Regions from separate parts of the Gossypium arboreum genome. Here regions 2 and 3 are each linked to region 1. A link is a contact called in public Hi-C data. All regions are on one chromosome and are shown on one strand. Each heading gives the region's core, a stretch centred on a gene start, on an enhancer-like site or on the middle of the called end of the contact. The rest is flanking DNA. Distances are from core to core; before and after follow the strand shown. Region 1 holds the start of LOC108467692. Region 2 holds the start of LOC108470259. Region 3 holds the start of LOC108461970 (NADH dehydrogenase [ubiquinone] 1 beta subcomplex subunit 10-B-like).

Region 1 (3,930 bases), core at 903-3,402:
CTTTTTCAGATACACAGAAAGGAATCCACTATTTTTATTTCATTGAACTTCAAAGCATAAACTAGTCAACCAATCACCTAGCAGAAGGGAGATCTAAATTGACATATTCCCTTGCGCCTGATAAAAAGTAATTGAATCTATTCTAAATGCAAGGTAGACCATGGAGTGCTTAGAATTATCCACTTAATTTATGGCCACTAAGCATAAATAAAAAACATGAGCTTATTTTTATAATCAGCCACGAAAGATAAAGAATGCTTGCTAAGTGGTCAAACCAATACAAATCAACAACTAAATTATGCACATACTTGATTTTGATACATTGGTTGAGGTGGCAGCTGATTTGAGTGTGGTGGCTGTCCTTGTGCAAAAGAAGGTCCAAGGCCAGAAGGTGGTTTATTACTTGACTGGACAATTCAAAAATAAAAGGAATTATTGCAGAATATGTTACTAGGTAGAACCCAAGGCTTCCAAAATTCAACTTCTGACTTACATGGAATATAGGCTGTGAAAGATGCTGGGGAGCACCAGGATGCTGGAAACCAACATTAGGACCCATTTGGGGGGTATACTGATGATGTAAAGTTGGCAGTGTAGGTGGTCTAGCCTGTTGCGGCATTGGTGGCTGGAGAGGCATATGAGGAATTCCAGTTGTCTGCAAAGACTGCTGCAACTGGCCAGAGGCCATTGGCATGTGTGTTTGTTGATGATGATGGGGCTGTGAAGATGAGTGAAGAGGAACTGGAGGTACATTTGGCAGTTGAGATGATTGTGGAAGGGACATCGGAGGATTCAGATGCCCCTTCATCTGCTGTGGTGTCTGAAGGGAATGTGACGGCGTGGGTTGGGACTGAATGCTGGCTGGAGGAACAGCAGCAGCTGAGATATGTGCCCCAGCTTGGTTTTGGTGCTGTTTCCTTAAAGGAGGTTGGGTCTGAGATGGAGCCACTTGGTCCTGCAACCCGGGTTGACTTGGCAATGATTTTGCTGGCTGGATGTTTGGCATTGGAGGAGGTTGTGCTGATTGCTGACACTGAGATTGCTGCGATGTAGGTGGCTGAATGGTAGGAATCTAAACACAAACAAAGATTCAAAACACAGGCACAGTCCCCAACATAAAAATTTCAAGACAACTTCACATAAGTAAAAAAAACATACCACTTGAGGGGGCTTAACCATTCCAAGCATAATCTGAGCCTGGAGTAAAAAAAAAAAAAAAAAAAAAAAAAGACCTGTTCAGGCATGGAAGCTCCAAAAGATTTTCAACAGTACACCATCTAAAAACATGAATTTAAAAGCAAAAGGAGGGCTATTACAGCATTACAACTAATCCACCAAGAAAGATAAAGAACTACAGGCATCCCTTAAATACAAAAGCAACTTCAGAAACCTAATTGACCATACAAAGGTTCTTGAATACAACCGTATTCAGTGCCAAGTTGCTCGGGTTCTTAGTGACTAGCTACTCTAAACAACTATACCAAAATTTCATGCAATTCTCACAGTTATAGCAACGGACAATTCATTCGAACCAACATATAATAGCAACGTGTAATTATTATCGGTATCAGAATAAAAACTTTTCAAAGAATAGAGAATAAATCGGAAAGGGAAACGAAGAGAGCTTTAAAGAAAACTGAAAAAGAAAATAGAGAAGAAAAGAAAAACCTGGAATAGGGCTTTAGTCAAGAGAGGGTTTTGAATAAGGATCTCTTTCGCTTGTTGCTGGTTTTGTTCTATAAGCGTCTGCATATAGACAAAAAACGATCAACTAAAAACTAGTAATTAAATTACCAATTATATTTGATGGCGAAGGAACTGGCGTTTGGAACAAAGGAAAAAGAAATGAAATAGAAAATTGAAAGTGAGAGTGAGAGTGCCTTCATCTGGGACATGATCTCGTAAAGTTGATTCTTCGACATTCCAGCGAAGCTGGCTGGCAAGCCCTCGCCGCCGATCTGCTTTCCCGCCATTATCTATGTCGAGATTGAAGTGCAGTTTCAGGCTATTGTTGTGTTGGGGCTTTTATAGCAAAGCTGTTTTGAAAGGCCTGAGCCCGGCAACTGCATTTGGGCATTTTTATAAGAGCGCTATTAGGGATCCAACTCCATTCCTCGCACGTTTTCTTTTCATCCGTTAATATATATTTTGGTGGAGTTGTGCCGTAGGCTTGAAAATAAAATTACCCAATTAACCTCTTGTAAGTTAATATTAAAATTTCTAACTAAATATTAAAATTGGTGGGGAGAATAGTTAGATATTAAAATTTTGGGTAAACTATTAAAATAATTATTTTTATTTACCTCATGTTATATTTTAGTCATTTATTTTTGAAATGTTACATTTTAGTCACTTACGTTAACGTGTTGTAACATTTTAATCACTAAGTCATTAATTGTTGCTAACGGTGTAACTGTAAGCTGACTTGGCACGTTAAGTCATCATTTCAAATAAAAATTTTAGATTAAATTATACAATTAGTCTCCATATTTTTTCGTTTTGAGCAATTTAATTTTTTTCTTTTATGTTTTTTTAACTTTCCTTTTTTTCTTTATTTTTCATTTTCTTTTGCTCCTACCTATGTTTTCCTCCCTTCTCCATCTCTTTTAACGTTTTTTTTTTATATTTTCTATTTGTTAAAACTTTTTTATGTTTATGAAAAAAAAGGCGAAAGCTAAAACGAAAATAAAACTTGCATCGCATATTCTCACCCCACAATTACAAACCTTCATCATCCATCATCACTTTAACAAACCAATTTGGATCTCTCAATGGCCTAGTCCACAAGCTCACCTCACTCAACGACCTCGCTAGTCGTGACTTATAGCAGTCCACCCTCAACAAAGTTTCTCGAGCTCATTCCCTTAACCTCCTGACCAACCCCCACAACCACCATATCTATCTTACCTACAACATTCTTGTCCTCTTGAAACTACATTGCTTCACGGATTCTTCAAACGAGCTCTACACTCTCAATAACTAAAACGACCACGGTATGAATCTTACCCTCAAATTTACCCAAACCAATTTGGTTTCATGCTCACTTTCTCTCTTTGCTTCATCCATGCTCGGCTTTCTATCAAATTTGCTTAGGAATATCCAAGAAGTTTTAGATCAATTTTATTATTTGCTTAATTTTATTCATCAAAAAAGAAAAGGAAATGGATAATCTACATGATTCTGTAAAATTTTGGAAACAGAAAAAATTTGTTTTGAATATAAAGAATTAAATTTAAGTTTAGATTTGATTAAGGATATGGTTATTTATATTGATTAGTTAGATCCAATTTTAGTTTCAAAATTAGGTTATTCTAATCGAGATTTGATTAAGAATGATTGATATTCGGTTTTGAGTGAAATGCAAATTAGGAATCATGTGAAAGAAACAAAAACTTGGTTTATTTGGTGGGTAAAGATTATGTTTCTGCATTGAAGAATATGAGAAGAGAGAAAAATAAATGGGAAGAATAAAAGAAAAAAGAATTAAATTATTCAAAAAATAAAATATAGAGACTAGTTTAACAAATGAAAAATATAGAAAAACTACGTTAAAATAAATGGAAAAGGGAGGAAAACAGAGAGAGAAAGAGAAGAGAATGGAAAAAAGATAAGAAAAGGAAAGTTCAATGAATATAAAAGAAAAATATTAAATTGCTCAAAATAAAAAATATATATATAGAGAGAGACCAATTGTCTAATTTAACCTAAAATTTTCGTCTGAAATGGTGCTTTAACATGTCATGTTAGTTTATCGTTATACCGTTAATGAAAATTAACGCTTAGTGACTAAAATGTTACAACACGATAACGTAAGTGGATAAAACGTAACATTTCAAATATAAGTGACTAAGATGTAACATGAGGCAAATAAAAGTGACTATTTTAGTAGTTTACCCTAAAAATTTTAATAGATATCTAGAGCTTACCAAA
Region 2 (3,930 bases), core at 598-3,097, 890 kb before region 1:
TTGCCTTGCTCGTCGAAGGCTTCAACGGTTTCGATTACTTACCCAAAACAAATCACATAACAAACATAATTATCATTCAGCCATAGATTCATAATTATTATTCAGCCATAGATTCTCTTCAGACTGAAATTTCGACTAGTTTAGCTGAAACATAAAAACCTCAACTCCTACTCGCTCTTATTTAATAAAACTGATTCTAATCGTCTAATTATATATCTAAGAATAATTCCCAACCTTCAAACTATACAGAACTACACGGATTCATGGTTCCAAAATTTTGACATACAATGGTAATTTTCACGAAAACTCAATAAAACCTTAGAACTCTTTAACAAAACTTGAGGGAAAGTTTAGAAACCAACTAATCACATCAAAACAAGTTGAAAAACACTTTGAAACATCGTTTTCATTCAAAATCCTGAATTCCACCATTAACGATCCAATTTTCGGCATTTATTCAAAAAATTTGATTCAATAGATAAAAACCTAATTTAAAAGGCTAGATATCATCAAAAACTAATATGAAAACAAATCATTACCTTCGATGAGAGAAAAATGAATGTTTGGTTGAAAATCCAAAAAACCCACAAGTTTGAGAGATAACAAAATTAATGGTGTTTTTGGTGTTTCTCTTTGAATTTGGGAGGGATTTGGTGTTTGGGATTTGATAGAATTAAAAAAGATTAGAGTTGGAAAGATCAAAATAGATGAATGAGGTTTGAGGTTTCAAGGGACGGCACAAATAGGTGAGAATGCTATTTTTTTCTCTAATTGTCAAAATAGGTGAAAAAGGGGGAAAATTGGGTTGATTTAAAACTTCATACATTTGCTTTAAAACTACTCTTAATTTAATTCCTTTTACAAAACAATCCTCTTTTTTAAAATTGAAGGTCTTTTCTACCTTATTTTCAAAAATTGATTTAACTATAAAAAAGCCATATACGAACACATTTTCGGTTTACCATGCTTCAAATTTTCAAACACATTTTGAACTAAAATTCCTAAATTACCCTCAAAACTACTAGGCTCAATTTTGAGGTGTGATAACGACCTTATTCTACGCACGTTTCATATCAACAACTTAAAAAAATACTAATATTTATAATTAAAATATCCATATTTTATCTTGTAAAACATTTACTATAAAATATTTATAAATTGTAATATTTATTATTACAATATTAATATAAATATTGTTAATAATATATTAATAATATTTAAATTTTAAAACATTATTGTTAAAATTTATTATTAAGATAAGATTGCAATATTAAATGATTTATTAAAACAATAAATTATATTAGTTATATTAATAATTTACTATATTGTTAAATATAAATAATTAAATATGTATGTTTAATAATATTCACCATTATGATTTTTTATTAATATTTTATATTTTTAAAAATTAAAATAAAAATTATTAATATAATAATGTTAGATTTAATTCAAATCAATTGTGATATAAAAATAAAATTACTGAGTTTTTTTAAAAAATGATTTATCCTTGACAAGGGTAAATCAATTTAATTTTGATTTATTAAACAATTTTTCATGAAACAAACACATAAAAATATAAAGAAGAAAAATAATTTCGTAAGTCATTTTCTTCGCCTAGAGGAAAATTCTTATTAAAACCTCAAGTTTTTAAAAATTTTAATTGTACATTTGAAAATTCTAACTAAACCCCAAAATTTAAAAATTATTATTAAATCTTAAATTTTTTAAAACTTTCAATTAAACTATTTTTTAATAATTTAAATTTTTATAAAACTTCTAAAATTTTTGAAAATGGTCACTAAAACTCTTTAAATTTTTAAAAATTTTAATTAGATCTGATCCGCAGCTTTTATCCAATAGAGACTAGAAGTAAAACGACATCGTTTACATTACCGTTCACCGATGAGGTTCTTACAAATCGATAATACGGAAATTAAATCACACATACCCTTCTTCTCGCATTGAATGCTGTTGCGATTCCCACAAAATCAGTTAGCAAAGACAAAAAAGAAAAAAAAAATGGAAGAAGAGAAGGCTGCAGCTTACTACGACGAGCTTACCAGGAAAGGTGAGGGAGCGGCCAGATTCAAGCGAGGCCTCGGTTTCTCCTCTTGCGATGATCAACACGATACGGTTCCTCAAAGAGGCACAACCTTTGTCTCTTCATCTTCATCCTTCCTCAGCAGTTTCGTCAGGGCCTCGAGTCCTACCACCGCTTCCAAGCTTGAGAAAGAATCTCAACTTCAATCGATCCAACATAAGCTAAAGAAGAAGCCGGAAAGAGAAGCTAGGGTTTCGGCGAGAACCAACGTGGAGAGAGACGGAGATAAGCATTCGAGGAGGCGAAGCAGCAGCACGAGTAGGGAGAAATACTGGGAAAAGGATAGAGAGAGAAGGAAGCGGAGAAGGAGTAGGTCGCCTCGTAGAGATCGGAGGAGGAGTGGGAGTAGAGATCGCCGGAGGAGGAGTAGGTCGCCTTGTAGAGAAGGGAAATTGGAGCGGAGGAAGCGGAGCAGGAGTTTGTCGCCGCGGGAGTCATGGAGGTCAGAGAGGCATGGGACGAGAGAGGGGAAATCCAAGAAACATAAAAATGGAGCTGTTGATTATTCGCTGTTGATCCAAGGTTACGATAGTATGGTATGAAGTTTTTACAGTTTTTTCTGTTATGTTCTTTTCTTTAATAGTCATATACAATGTATTATCTACTTCGTCTAGCTCAGTACATTTATGATTGCTGCTGGTTTTTTTGAAAGAATCGATGTCCTCACCGCTTATTCTTCTCTTTATCAAGTGGTATTATCGATTAAATTTAGCTAGATTTTTATGATTCAGTGTACGATAAGAAAGTTTGGCCCGAAGAGATTTGGAATTTTATTTTGGAAGCTATTAGTATGTCATGGAAAACGAAAATAAAACAGAGTAATATTTGAGGACATCCTAATTAAGAGTAGAACTTGGTTTAATTCTATTTATTCTATTTGAATTATATGAACCTATTTTTTATTCAATTTGCCTGATATTGGGAAATTATTTTTCTGAAATTGGAATCTTTGATTCTAACTCCTTAACGGTAAGCATAATGAATTCTATGCCTTTATTTGTGATTGGTTCTCCATTGGTTCTTTATCTTATCTCAAAGACTAAAGGGTGACTTTGTCAAGTACATTTTGTCTGCTTGGATCTTTCTGTTTAAGGCCTTTGCTTTAAGGGGTGATGAAAAGGCATTTCTTTTGTGAACAGTTGCCTCCTGAAAGAGTTAAAGCCAAGATGAAACTTCAACTTGCTGAAGCAGGTAGTTTGTCCTATTTCTTTGGGATTCCATTTTATTGTTGCTTAAGTGTTATGGGCTTCCGGGAGTGCTATGCAGTGTTTCTTGTTTTGTTGATGTTTGATACTACCAACTTAGCATTATTTTGTTTATGAGGTGAACATCTTAGTTTATCTCTGGGAAATCAATGTGATCATAAGAAATCAAGTTTAGCTAGGGGTGTGCATTTGGTCAGTTCGGTTGATTATTTCACTTTTTGGCTTTTTAAGATTTATTGACTTATAAAAGAAAAAAATATCAATTGTAGTTTCTGAATTAGAAAATAAAAGAAAAAAAGGAAAAATAATTTTTGTAACTATTTCAAAAATAAAAATAGTATTATATAATAAACAAATTATTTATATTCTAATTTTCCTAGCAATGGGGATTACTAGCCATTGCGAAATCCTTTTATCAAAAGCCTTAAATTCTCATCTCTAAGTTCTTATATTCTAAGATATCATATACATATATGTATTATCAATACTATTATTTAAACCTCTAGTTGAGTTCAAGTCAACTGGGCACCAACTCGGTTTGGAAAATTACGAAAATATCTTTTTGTATTTAGAATAAGTAATGTTATTCTAGGATACTTTAGTCTTTTTATTTATTTTTTTAAA
Region 3 (3,930 bases), core at 425-2,924, 850 kb after region 1:
ATGACTTCGTGACTAAATGAGTTTATAATTAATAGGCGAAAAGTCAAGACCTATTTCTAAATCATTTGAGCCTCAACTTCACATGTCTAATTGATCCCTCTGCTAGCTCATTGAAACCAAAAATGAATTGTATGTTTGAATAAAAATGAACAGAATGAATAGAAAAAGAGAAATGAGAAACATTTAAGAATGATTATGGTTTTCTCCAAAATGGAGAAATAGAATCATTTGGAAATGAATGTAGGTTTTCAAAAATGGAAATGGAAATGAAAATAGAAATTTGCAATCCTATATCAGATTACTTAAAAAATAGAAGAACGAGTTTATGTTTTTGGACTATTTTGAAGCCTAAAAATGAAAATAAACCATTCGGTCATAATGAACAAGTTAAGTTGTGACATATTGAACGAAATTTCTCCAAATTTTATCTAGGGTAAAATTGTCAAAATTTTATTGGAGTAAAATTGGGATGAAAAAATTATTTAATATGTAAATATTAAAGTTTATTTTATGAAATAGAATAACTGAACTAGGTTGGATCACATTATAGAATACTGGGTCAAAAAGACTCAAGAAGTGCTCGTAATTAGACCTGATGTGAAAGAGACCCAAAACCCCTCATATAACATGAAGGAGGCAACAACCCTTTTAGAAATATAAGGGTGAGTCATTCACCCCTCTCCTACTCTTAGTAGAATGTTGTTTTTCTATTTAAAATAAACTTTATCATACAATATACTTTTCAATATTATAAAAACTAAACCTTTATTCGTTAAACTAGCTTAAATATAGTATACCATAACATACAATCACTACTTTAATATCGACTACAACTTACCTATGCATCCCATGAAAATGCACACTAGTATTTTAATATACTACTTATGTAAATTGAAAACAATAAAAATTAAAAACTAATTAAGAATTAAATTTATATATAATATATTAAAAATTTTAACTTATATGCTAATTGAGTTAAAACTCAATCAACAAATTATTATATATTAATTTTTATTGTTTATGACATTTAATATTAAAATTTTAATCATATTATTTTTAACAAATTTAATTTTAAACAAAACTTAAATACAATAGATGAGACTCACGTCATTATTAAAGTCAACCTAATAGTGATATGAGAAGAATTAATTTAGAGCTAAAATTTACCTTAATTATTTCAATATTTTGCTTATATATATATATATATATATATATTGTAGATATTAGATATATGTAGTATTTTTCTTTACTCTCAAATTAAATAAAAAATCATTTTAGTTATATATATTTATATTATGTATAAAATGATTGATTGAGTTAATGCCACAATTTAACTTGAAATTAACTCAATTGTAAAATTATTAGGTAATTAAAATTATTATAAGAATAAATTTATCTTTTCACACTTCTTTATAGTTTTAAATAAAATAATTAAACCATATTATTTGAGAATCGAATACAAAATTAATAAATTTATATAAAATTTATTGTCATTTCACCAATAATTATTTATTAAAATAATTTTATAATAATATAAAATATTTTCATTCCTCCATGTCATGAACTTAGAAAACTTCTGAACAGTTAAGAGTTGGGTGGAAGAACTTATCATGTTTTAAGCCCAACAATAAATAAAACAACTGAGCAAAAAATAATTATGTTTAAGCCCAACAAGAAAATCCCAAACCCCAAATACGAGACTTAAAATCCCCCGCAAATCTGGAGGAAGCACAGCGCAAAACAAGAGCATAGAGAGAGATGGGGAGAAAGAAGGGAGTGCTAGAGTTCGAAGAAACCGGGCCAGATGACTTCGACCCGGCCAACCCCTACCAAGACCCAGTTGCCATGCTGGAAATGAGGGAGCATATAGTTCGAGAGAAATGGATAGACATTGAGAAGGCGAAGATCTTACGAGACAAAGTCAGGTGGTGTTACCGCATCGAAGGAGTCAACCATCTCCAGAAGTGCCGCCACCTCGTTAGCCAGTACCTTGACGCCACCCGCGGCATTGGTTGGGGCAAGGATGGCCGCCATCCGTCCCTCCACGGTCCTAATCTTTTTTATTTTAAATATATGCTACTTTTATTTTCTTTATTTTATTTAAGCTCGATTGATTGTTAATTTTATTACTTGCTATTTTACTTCCTGAATAAATTTGAAAAAAAAAAAAAGATGAATAATTTTCGCCTATTTAGCTCGTTTTCAATTGATTTTTTTTTTCGTTTACTACTTCCTTTTAATTTTAACAAGGTTTGAGGAAGTCAAAAGCAACGCTAGGGGTAAAAGTAACGAAACGATTGAATGTTAAACCATTATTTTATTTGTTTTGGAATGAGTCAACATTGTTGTTTGGGGGAGGGAATGTCTGAACTGTATTGATCATTGTGTTTAATGATTTCGGATATAGGTCCGAAGGTTGAGGAGGTTGAGTCAGAATGAGTGGCTGCATTCAGCTAAGGAAGGTAATCTGAGGCCCTAATTCATTCTTTATATTATCTATTGAACCTTCTTTTTACCATTGTCTTGATCAAATTATTTCTTACTATATTGTTGTTTGTGAAACTGTTTGGCTGAATTATGGGATTTGTGTAAAGAAAAAGCCTAAACCTACTTAGCTGAATCGTGCGACAAGTATATGCATTCTAAAGCAGAAATAGGTGGGAAAAGGAATGATTTATGTGGTGGCAAAAGCCCTTAGGAAATAACCAAATTTAGATGTTTTCTTTTTTCTTAATCATCTTTGTGAGCGATGACTGTTCTGAATTCGGATCTACTTTGAGAAAAAGAGAACTGCAAACTGGCTTATTGAGACTCTTGTAATATTGACTATTATTCAGTGTGAGGCTACTACAACTACAGAGATGTTCATTCACTTAAACATGATACGTAGTTTTATTAATAAGTCATTTTGCTTTTGGTGGGATTGGGGGTTTAAGGACTCTTGCAATGAGCTTATGTAATCAGTTAGGTGCAAACTGTAAGAATCTTTAATCATCTGGTAGTAGGACCAATGCATTATTAAGTATTAGGCCATTGAACCAAATAAGCTCATAAGTCAGAAACCTTAAGTCTCTTCTTATTACTTTTCAAGGTTAGTGAGCTCCAAATATTTAATGTAATCTTTGGGGGAACATCACATGGGTGTGATAACTGTGCATGCAATTGGAATGGCTTCAATATACGTGATGTGTGCACTAGGTGCAGTAAATACATCTAGCAGGTTTGAGCAAATTATTCGGGAATCATTTTCAAGAAAGTTCAAGCTGCGATACTGTTCAGTGTGGTTTTTTGTCAATGAGGATTGAATTTGATTACTAGGACATTGGTTGCTATAAGCTTTGAGAACGGAAATGCAGGTTGCAAATTGATGGAAAGGAGATTCATACATTTGAGAGTTATCTTAACTTCATGGACAGACTTTAGAGGATGTAATTCATGTAATGGAGTAGTTTGGATAAATTGAACTACAGCAATTGAGAATGTAATTTGATACTTGGTGCATGCATGGTCTTTTATATGGATCACATAATTAGAGACTTAGGTGGGTGCATTGAAACACCATATTTTTGTGTTCATAATTTGGTTGTATATGTGCCTAAACTTTGCATAACGTTGCTCTTTGGACAAGTTTGTTTTGCGGAAAATAGTTTTCATAAGATCATTTATGCATTTTTTGGTGTTTCTTTTGAGGAAGGGTTGAGAAAAAATGAATTTCGAGTCAATGAACAGCATAAGACATCGTCTAGAAGTGAGATGTGATTTCCATTCTATTTCAGCAAGGGCATTCAAATTCCATCCATAAGGCATTTGAATGCCAACCCATTTTCTAGAAATTATTTTAAAGATTATCAAGAAAATAGAAAGTAAGTTTTCATAATCTTGGAAGACTATTAGGATCATCAAGAAAACAATATAGTTTTAGTACTCCTG

Evidence for each region. A called contact is a pair of places that touch in the nucleus more often than the background predicts.
Region 2: a Hi-C map of leaf shows a contact between it and region 1, with 2.7 times the contacts expected there. The contact joins the promoter of LOC108470259 here to the promoter of LOC108467692 in region 1. A contact is called at or near these places in 2 of 5 Hi-C or Micro-C datasets (both in leaf).
Region 3: a Hi-C map of leaf shows a contact between it and region 1, with 4 times the contacts expected there. The contact joins the promoter of LOC108461970 here to the promoter of LOC108467692 in region 1. A contact is called at or near these places in 2 of 5 Hi-C or Micro-C datasets (both in leaf).

What each region holds. Positions count from the first base shown.
Region 1 is chr8:81,157,914-81,161,843 of ASM2569848v2, reverse strand. LOC108467692 reads right to left here and starts at 2,152. Exons shown (of 7, transcript XM_017768424.2): 1 at 1,881-2,152; 2 at 1,669-1,746; 3 at 1,159-1,197; 4 at 494-1,072; 5 at 309-407. The coding sequence starts at 1,973.
Region 2 is chr8:82,048,651-82,052,580 of ASM2569848v2, reverse strand. It overlaps LOC108470259, which reads left to right and starts at 1,847. Exons shown (of 6, transcript XM_053018010.1): 1 at 1,847-2,637; 2 at 3,241-3,292. The coding sequence starts at 1,966.
Region 3 is chr8:80,304,778-80,308,707 of ASM2569848v2, reverse strand. It overlaps LOC108461970 (NADH dehydrogenase [ubiquinone] 1 beta subcomplex subunit 10-B-like), which reads left to right and starts at 1,674. Exons shown (of 3, transcript XM_017762014.2): 1 at 1,674-2,047; 2 at 2,408-2,462. The coding sequence starts at 1,759. The coding sequence ends at 2,439.